2 separate regions of the Zea mays genome follow, and region 1 is linked to region 2. A link is a contact called in public Hi-C data. All regions are on one chromosome and are shown on one strand. The core of a region is the stretch at or near the end of the contact, and the rest is flanking DNA. Distances in the headings are between cores, read along the strand shown. Region 1 holds the start of LOC100282422 (nucleic acid binding protein). Region 2 has its middle 27 kb from the start of LOC103637156.

What was found. Hi-C and Micro-C count contacts between places; a contact is called where the count stands out from the background.
Region 1: a contact with region 2 is called in a Hi-C map of leaf, with 4 times the contacts expected there. The contact joins the promoter of LOC100282422 here to the enhancer-like site in region 2. A contact is called at or near these places in 3 of 25 Hi-C or Micro-C datasets (ear, leaf and tassel).

The regions. Positions count from the first base shown.
Region 1 is chr8:107,131,146-107,134,101 of Zm-B73-REFERENCE-NAM-5.0, forward strand. LOC100282422 (nucleic acid binding protein) reads right to left here and starts at 1,375. Exons shown (of 4, transcript NM_001155333.2): 1 at 889-1,375. The coding sequence starts at 1,057.
Region 2 is chr8:106,989,342-106,992,417 of Zm-B73-REFERENCE-NAM-5.0, forward strand. No RefSeq gene overlaps it. Among protein-coding and RNA genes, the nearest start is that of LOC103637156, 27 kb to the left of the region's middle. Within about 2 kb of position 1,785, at least 16 of the 20 cell types and tissues checked have an H3K27ac peak or open chromatin away from gene starts, as enhancers often do. A contact at or near this core is called in ear, leaf and tassel, where this site is marked.

The sequences.
Region 1 (2,956 bases), core at 125-2,624, 140 kb after region 2:
ACTTTAGGACCACAAATAAGCTGAAATAAGCTAGTATTGGGTAGCTTATTTCAGCTTATTTATAATCCCAAATTGATATTTTACTCGTCTACCCTTCCACCATAATCCAACTTATATAATCTAGGAGGGAAACAAACAGGGCCAAAGGCATGAAAGCAACCAAAAAAGGGGGAAATATCATATGGTTATAGTCTGGTGGGAGAAAATGTTAGCATTAGAGTGGAGAATGAGGAGATTGTTCTGGTTAATACAATTTCAAAGCACGTTGTTCTGGTTAATACCATTCAATTCACTGAACAGATCCCTCCTTTCTATGTACACTGCTAGTTCCGTTGTAGAGGTTACAACAATTGTCCAAAAAAACTTGATTCCTTACTGTTAAAACCTCTACAACCACGACAATGACGTATCCATTCAAGTTTACGAGCAATTTTCGATACACTAAACCAACTGTAAGCCTAAAACTGAGCCAAAACTACAGGTTGCCGATCAATATTGTTTTGTGGCTCATAATAAAGAACCGGAAGCATAATCAGCATCAGCAAGACGCAAAAGCCACCACAACAGACGAGCTAAATAAGGCAGAGATAAATCAGAAACTTAATCCTTAAGAATCCCCACAATTTCCCTACTAGGCTATTATCCCGCAGTTACCCGAGATAAAATGAAACCTAAAGGAATTATAATCCCCAATTCCGCACTGAGGAAGCACCAGACCCAAACCCTAGAGACAAGGCGCGAGAATCCCAGCCCAAATCCCACCGCCCACCGACGCGAAGCCACAGCGACCATCACATCCGCACAAGCATGATCCTACGACACCGAAATCGCAGGCGCAAGAAGCAATGTAAAGTGGTGAGCGAACAGATAAGGCGGCTCGGCACGTACCCATGAGGCGGTGGCGAGGGTTGTCGAGCGCCTCTACGAGGAACGGGTCCACGTGTGAGGCGACCCTCTCGTCGACCACCAACGTCTCCGTCGCCCGCGAGGCCTCGGCGGCGGAGGCAATAGGCGGCGGAGGCGACGCGGCGGCGGACGCGGCCGGAGAGGTGCTCATCGTGCGGCGGCGGGAGGGGGGGGGCGTAGGAGGGGCCGGGCTAGGTAAGCGGGGGCGGAGAGGAGAGGGAGGGAAGCTGCCGTGGACGGACGACGACTCGCCTTTCCCCTCTCCGCGTCCCCGATCGCGAAGCGGCTGGCTGCTCTTCTTGCCTGCGAGGAGGAGGCGAAGCGGCGCCCGGCTGCCCGAGAAGAGGAGGGGAGTCCGGAACTCCGGATGCCGTGTGCAGGCAGGGATCTGCGTTTTGCGGTGCGGCACGGAGCGGATGAGATTAGAAGACGATATCGGGCTCGGGGTGGCCGGTGGAATTGGAATCCGAAACCGGAGGCCGGTTCAGGATCCAAATCGTTGGTGTGACTTGTGAGATCAGGCAGCCCGGCTCTTGGGGAAATGCGGCGGATTTTTTGGTACGCGGCATGGACAAGTCTGAACATGGTCATGCCGACGTTTAGGGCTGATTTGGTGACCCGAGATCACGGGCCCTTCAATCCTCACGTGATTCTGTTGTCACCAAATCAACCTTTAGGGTTTTTTTCCTTTATTTACCTATATTTATGATTCTGGTTTCGCTGAACACGAGCTTACGCTCATCACCGGTGCGGGAAGTGCAACACATATTTCAACAAAGGAGGTACAACACCATCATGCTCTATCCAATTTACTATATTAAAAAGTTCGCATCGGATTAAAACCGACTGTTTGGACTAGTGTAGCTATAATCTATAGAGACAATAACATTGTAAAAACAATTTTAGGGTTTTTGTGCTAGATTGGAAACACAACAGTTTTTTTAAATAAAACAATTTCTATTCTCAGTTTTAGAAACTGGATTATAAAAACAGGTTGGGTGGAGGTGTTTGGAACTCAATTTATAATAAGCCAGTTTCTAGTTTTTTATACACAATTACTAACATATATTTCCTCTAATTAAAAAAATGGTGGCAATAGATGTAAATTCTATGAATTCGACAAGGACATGATGAAATTAAACAAACAAAAGCTGGTTTTAGCTAGAGGGAGTAGCTTCTTGGTTTTTAAGAAACTGGGAATACCGTTTCTATAAACTGGGATATATACTGAAATGTTTGGAACCACTCTAATTTCTACAAACCAGTTTCATAAAAAATGAATGCATCCAAACAAGCCCTTAGAAGATGAAGATGCTACAAAAAAATCTCCTATCTCCTCTTCTATAACTGTAATTTGTAAAAGATCTCTTTTAGATATTAGAAACTTTTGGCTTAGATGTGGTTTAAAGTTACTCAAATGTACCTACTTTAAATGTTTACAACAGTCTCACAATATTATTACAAACGAAAAATAATAAGGTCATCCATAAGATGTGAAGGACTCAATGACATAGGATTTTATGACTGACACACATGAAACATCCATGTTTGTGATCATCCATGACTGACACACATGAAACATCCATGTTTGGAACTGAACCTTGAGAACCTGCAAAATCGTTTTTATTTTTAAACATTGTATCATTCCTTATTAATAAATTATCCAATGAAGATCTTATTGTCCTATTCAATAAGATTACATTGTGCTTTGATCAACTACCAAATATGTAGTAGAAATGATTACACCATGGACTGCACGCTAAAGGAAACGAGCATAATGACATTCATAGAACAAATGTTATGTTGATTCATTTTTATCTTTAGTGAGAATCACTTTCCTTTTTAAATATCGCATGAATATTTTTGTCTTGAGAGGAAATTTTATTTTCTATATCTCCTGCATGGTATTTATGTGTTATTCTTACAACTAACTTGTGTCATTCAAATAACTTGTTTGTAAAATTACAATAGTAATGTACACAGATCATGAGGCAACTATTATTTGGGATGCTTTTCAAGGAAAGGTTGGGGACATCTAAATTTAATACAA
Region 2 (3,076 bases), core at 535-3,034:
CTCCAGAGGCAGGAGTAGCACCTCCTCATGGAGGGAGGCTCGCGAGGGCCTCCACAACGATAATAAGGATGGGGACGACATCTTCCAGCCTAGCCATAGTAGCAGCGGATACACTAGCAAGCGCGGAAGCAGCCTCAATGACGATGACAATGTCGAACCCAAACCTGCCTAGGATTGGTCGCGCGACAAGAAACATCTCCACGAGGTGAGGTTGTTACACACCTTTGTCAACCCCAATCACTCAACCTTCGCCTCAAGTGGCAGTGGGTCACCAAGCCTGCTACCCCTTCTCCATCGCTCGCCTGCTCCGCTACACAAGGCGCAACTATGTCTGTGGCCTTCTCGTGCCCAACTTCCTCCCCACTCTCCGCACGCACCACTCTAAAGGTTGGGTGTGCCTCTGCGGGACCACAATCCCCACTCCTCCCTAGCACTCTACGAGAGCGTGACCGCTCCTCTGCAGCCCATGTTCAACGAAGTCCCAAAGGAAACGATGTTCGATTAGAAGACGAGCTTCCTAGCAAGTGGGTACCTGTAGGCTATAGGGGCCATTTTCTGGTAGCAGTGTATTGCTCAAATTGAAGAATGTAGAGAGAAGATGAGAGACCCATCCCTACATATGTGTTGAATAAACATTGTTCTACTATTTAAAATATCTGACAAATGACATGAATTAAAATATGTAGTTAAAGGATTATGAAGATCCGTCATGAGATCCTAGGAGGACTCATATTCTTGAATTATAAGTACCCAACATGTAAATCTCATACCGATAATACATTCCTAATGAATGGTCACTCTCCTGTGTAGACAGAATACCTCATAGTTGAGATTATTGTTCGCTGATGGAACCTTTCTAGAAGAAAGAAGGTTTATGTTTCACATCAAAGTTTGATAACCCCTATAAAAGGATAAAGACCCATACATACCCAAAAAGAAATAAGATAAGGTACAAAAGGACTTGAAGTTCGCCTGATAAGCACATGTGGATGGCACGAATTTTACTAGGTATATGCACACTCATGTATTCCACCAGATGTGAAATTACAGTATCCTCAGAAGCCATGATGGCAGAAACTTGAAAGATTTAGTTGTTACTGGCAAAATATCCCATTAAGCCAGAATAACAGACTATAACGATGTATCTGATTGATGAAGAATACCTGAGGATTGCAATCTTTGATGGACCTTTGTTACACCAACATAGAAATTACAATGAAAGAACGCCTGGAGCAATGAGTCATATTTATAGTGTACCACTGCAAGTATATTATTCCCTAAGACATTTGGAAGGATAAGTTATTTGATTTGCACAACTATATATACATTATGGTGTAAGATAGAAAATTATAGCACACCAATCTCATCCATCTTTATTATTCCAGATGAACAATGAGGCACTTATCTTGAAGAATGTGTTTGAGTTATGAGGGATAACGGCTTTGATAAATGTCATCGTTAGGGAGAGCAAATGCTCAATATTGACCACAATTGTGGAAAACTAAATGTCATATAGTATGTCTTGAAGGCATCAACTTGAGGATCAATATGTAAACCTCCGTGGAAGGTTTTATCAAATATATAGATCCAGTTGAGTCAACACCACCTGTTAAAAGTGGGGTTTTATGTTGATATGTGCACTTACCTCGTGTATCCCATAAGTGAGTTGAGGTGAATTTCCTGAAATAATCCTTACAACAATATGTAATTCTGATGCGCCCAGGCCCGCACACTGCACGCACCAAGGCCAGCAGGCTCGCCTTCCTTCCTCTCCAGCTCGCCTTCCTTCCTCTCCAAACCTTCAACGCACCTGTGGGCCTGCAAAGCCCAGTCTCATAACCTGGGCAAACAGCCAGACCAGCCGGCCTGCAAAATTGTATCCATAGTATTTCTTGCCAAAAAAATACCCTAGACCCAACATTGTGTCCATAGTATTTCTCAGTAGGTATATATCCTCCTGTTTCTTTTCTCCAACATTGAACTGGCACTAGCTAGATTCTGCATGCTGTCGCTGTTATACTCGATCCTAACCACCACCATCACCACCAGCACCAGCACTGTTTGGGAGTGTGGGCAAAGAGAGCATCAACAAAAGCATGCCTCATGCCTGCGACGATGGCTGGCGACCAGCTAGCGGCGGTAAACAAATGCCCACCAAACTGGCAGGCACTTAACCCTGACGGGGCTAGGCGACGCCTTTAATTTAGCTTGCACTCAACTTTTTATCCTGCCCTCACCTCCTCTAGAGAGGAGAGAGGTGAATAAACTACGAGGGATTACCGAGGGAATAATGCCACTTTTTCCACGTCCGTCCAAAGCGAGGATGTCCGCTCTCTTGTTTATTTCCCTGCAACGGCAACCAACACACAAGTGAAAGCTGCGGTTTACTTTGACTGGAGACTGGACGTATGTATATATCGCCTGATTGGATGCCTATATCCGGACGCGCAGGATCGGGTGACCCTGGTTGACCTGATACGGTATTTTTCTGCGTACGAGTGGATGCAACCAAATAGCTATAAAATGGCTTATTTTGCATCCGCTCATGCAGCCTGCGCCCCCCTTGTGCAGGCAACCAAACATGAGCTCAGATAGAGTCAACGCATACGGTGGTCCAAGATGAGATGATGCGGGTAACCAAACATACAGATAGGCTCCCTCTAATGTGCGTGAAAGTGAATGCCTTTTGCGAGTTGGATTCTCCAGACGACCAATCTGCACTCCTATAATTCCCCTGCAGTGCAGATTGGTCGTCTGGAGAATCCTCTGCAGTGCAGATTGGCACCACGAGCGGAACAACGAACGACGATCCTGCTGTGCTGTGGTGCCAATCAATCAAACACTCAAACCGTCCTGTCCTTGTCAGCGAATGAAAAGGAAAGAATCTGAAGGGGTCGGGTCGGGTGTCTCCGGACAAAGGTCGCTGTCGCTATGTATATATCATTGTTCGTCGGTGGAGAGACCTAACTAAAACAACAAATCTCGGTTGACGCGTGCCTAAAATTATAGGACAACTTTCATTGGGTGGTGGAGATATGGAGGAAGCGAAGGATCAACGACTTCGGTAATAGATAAA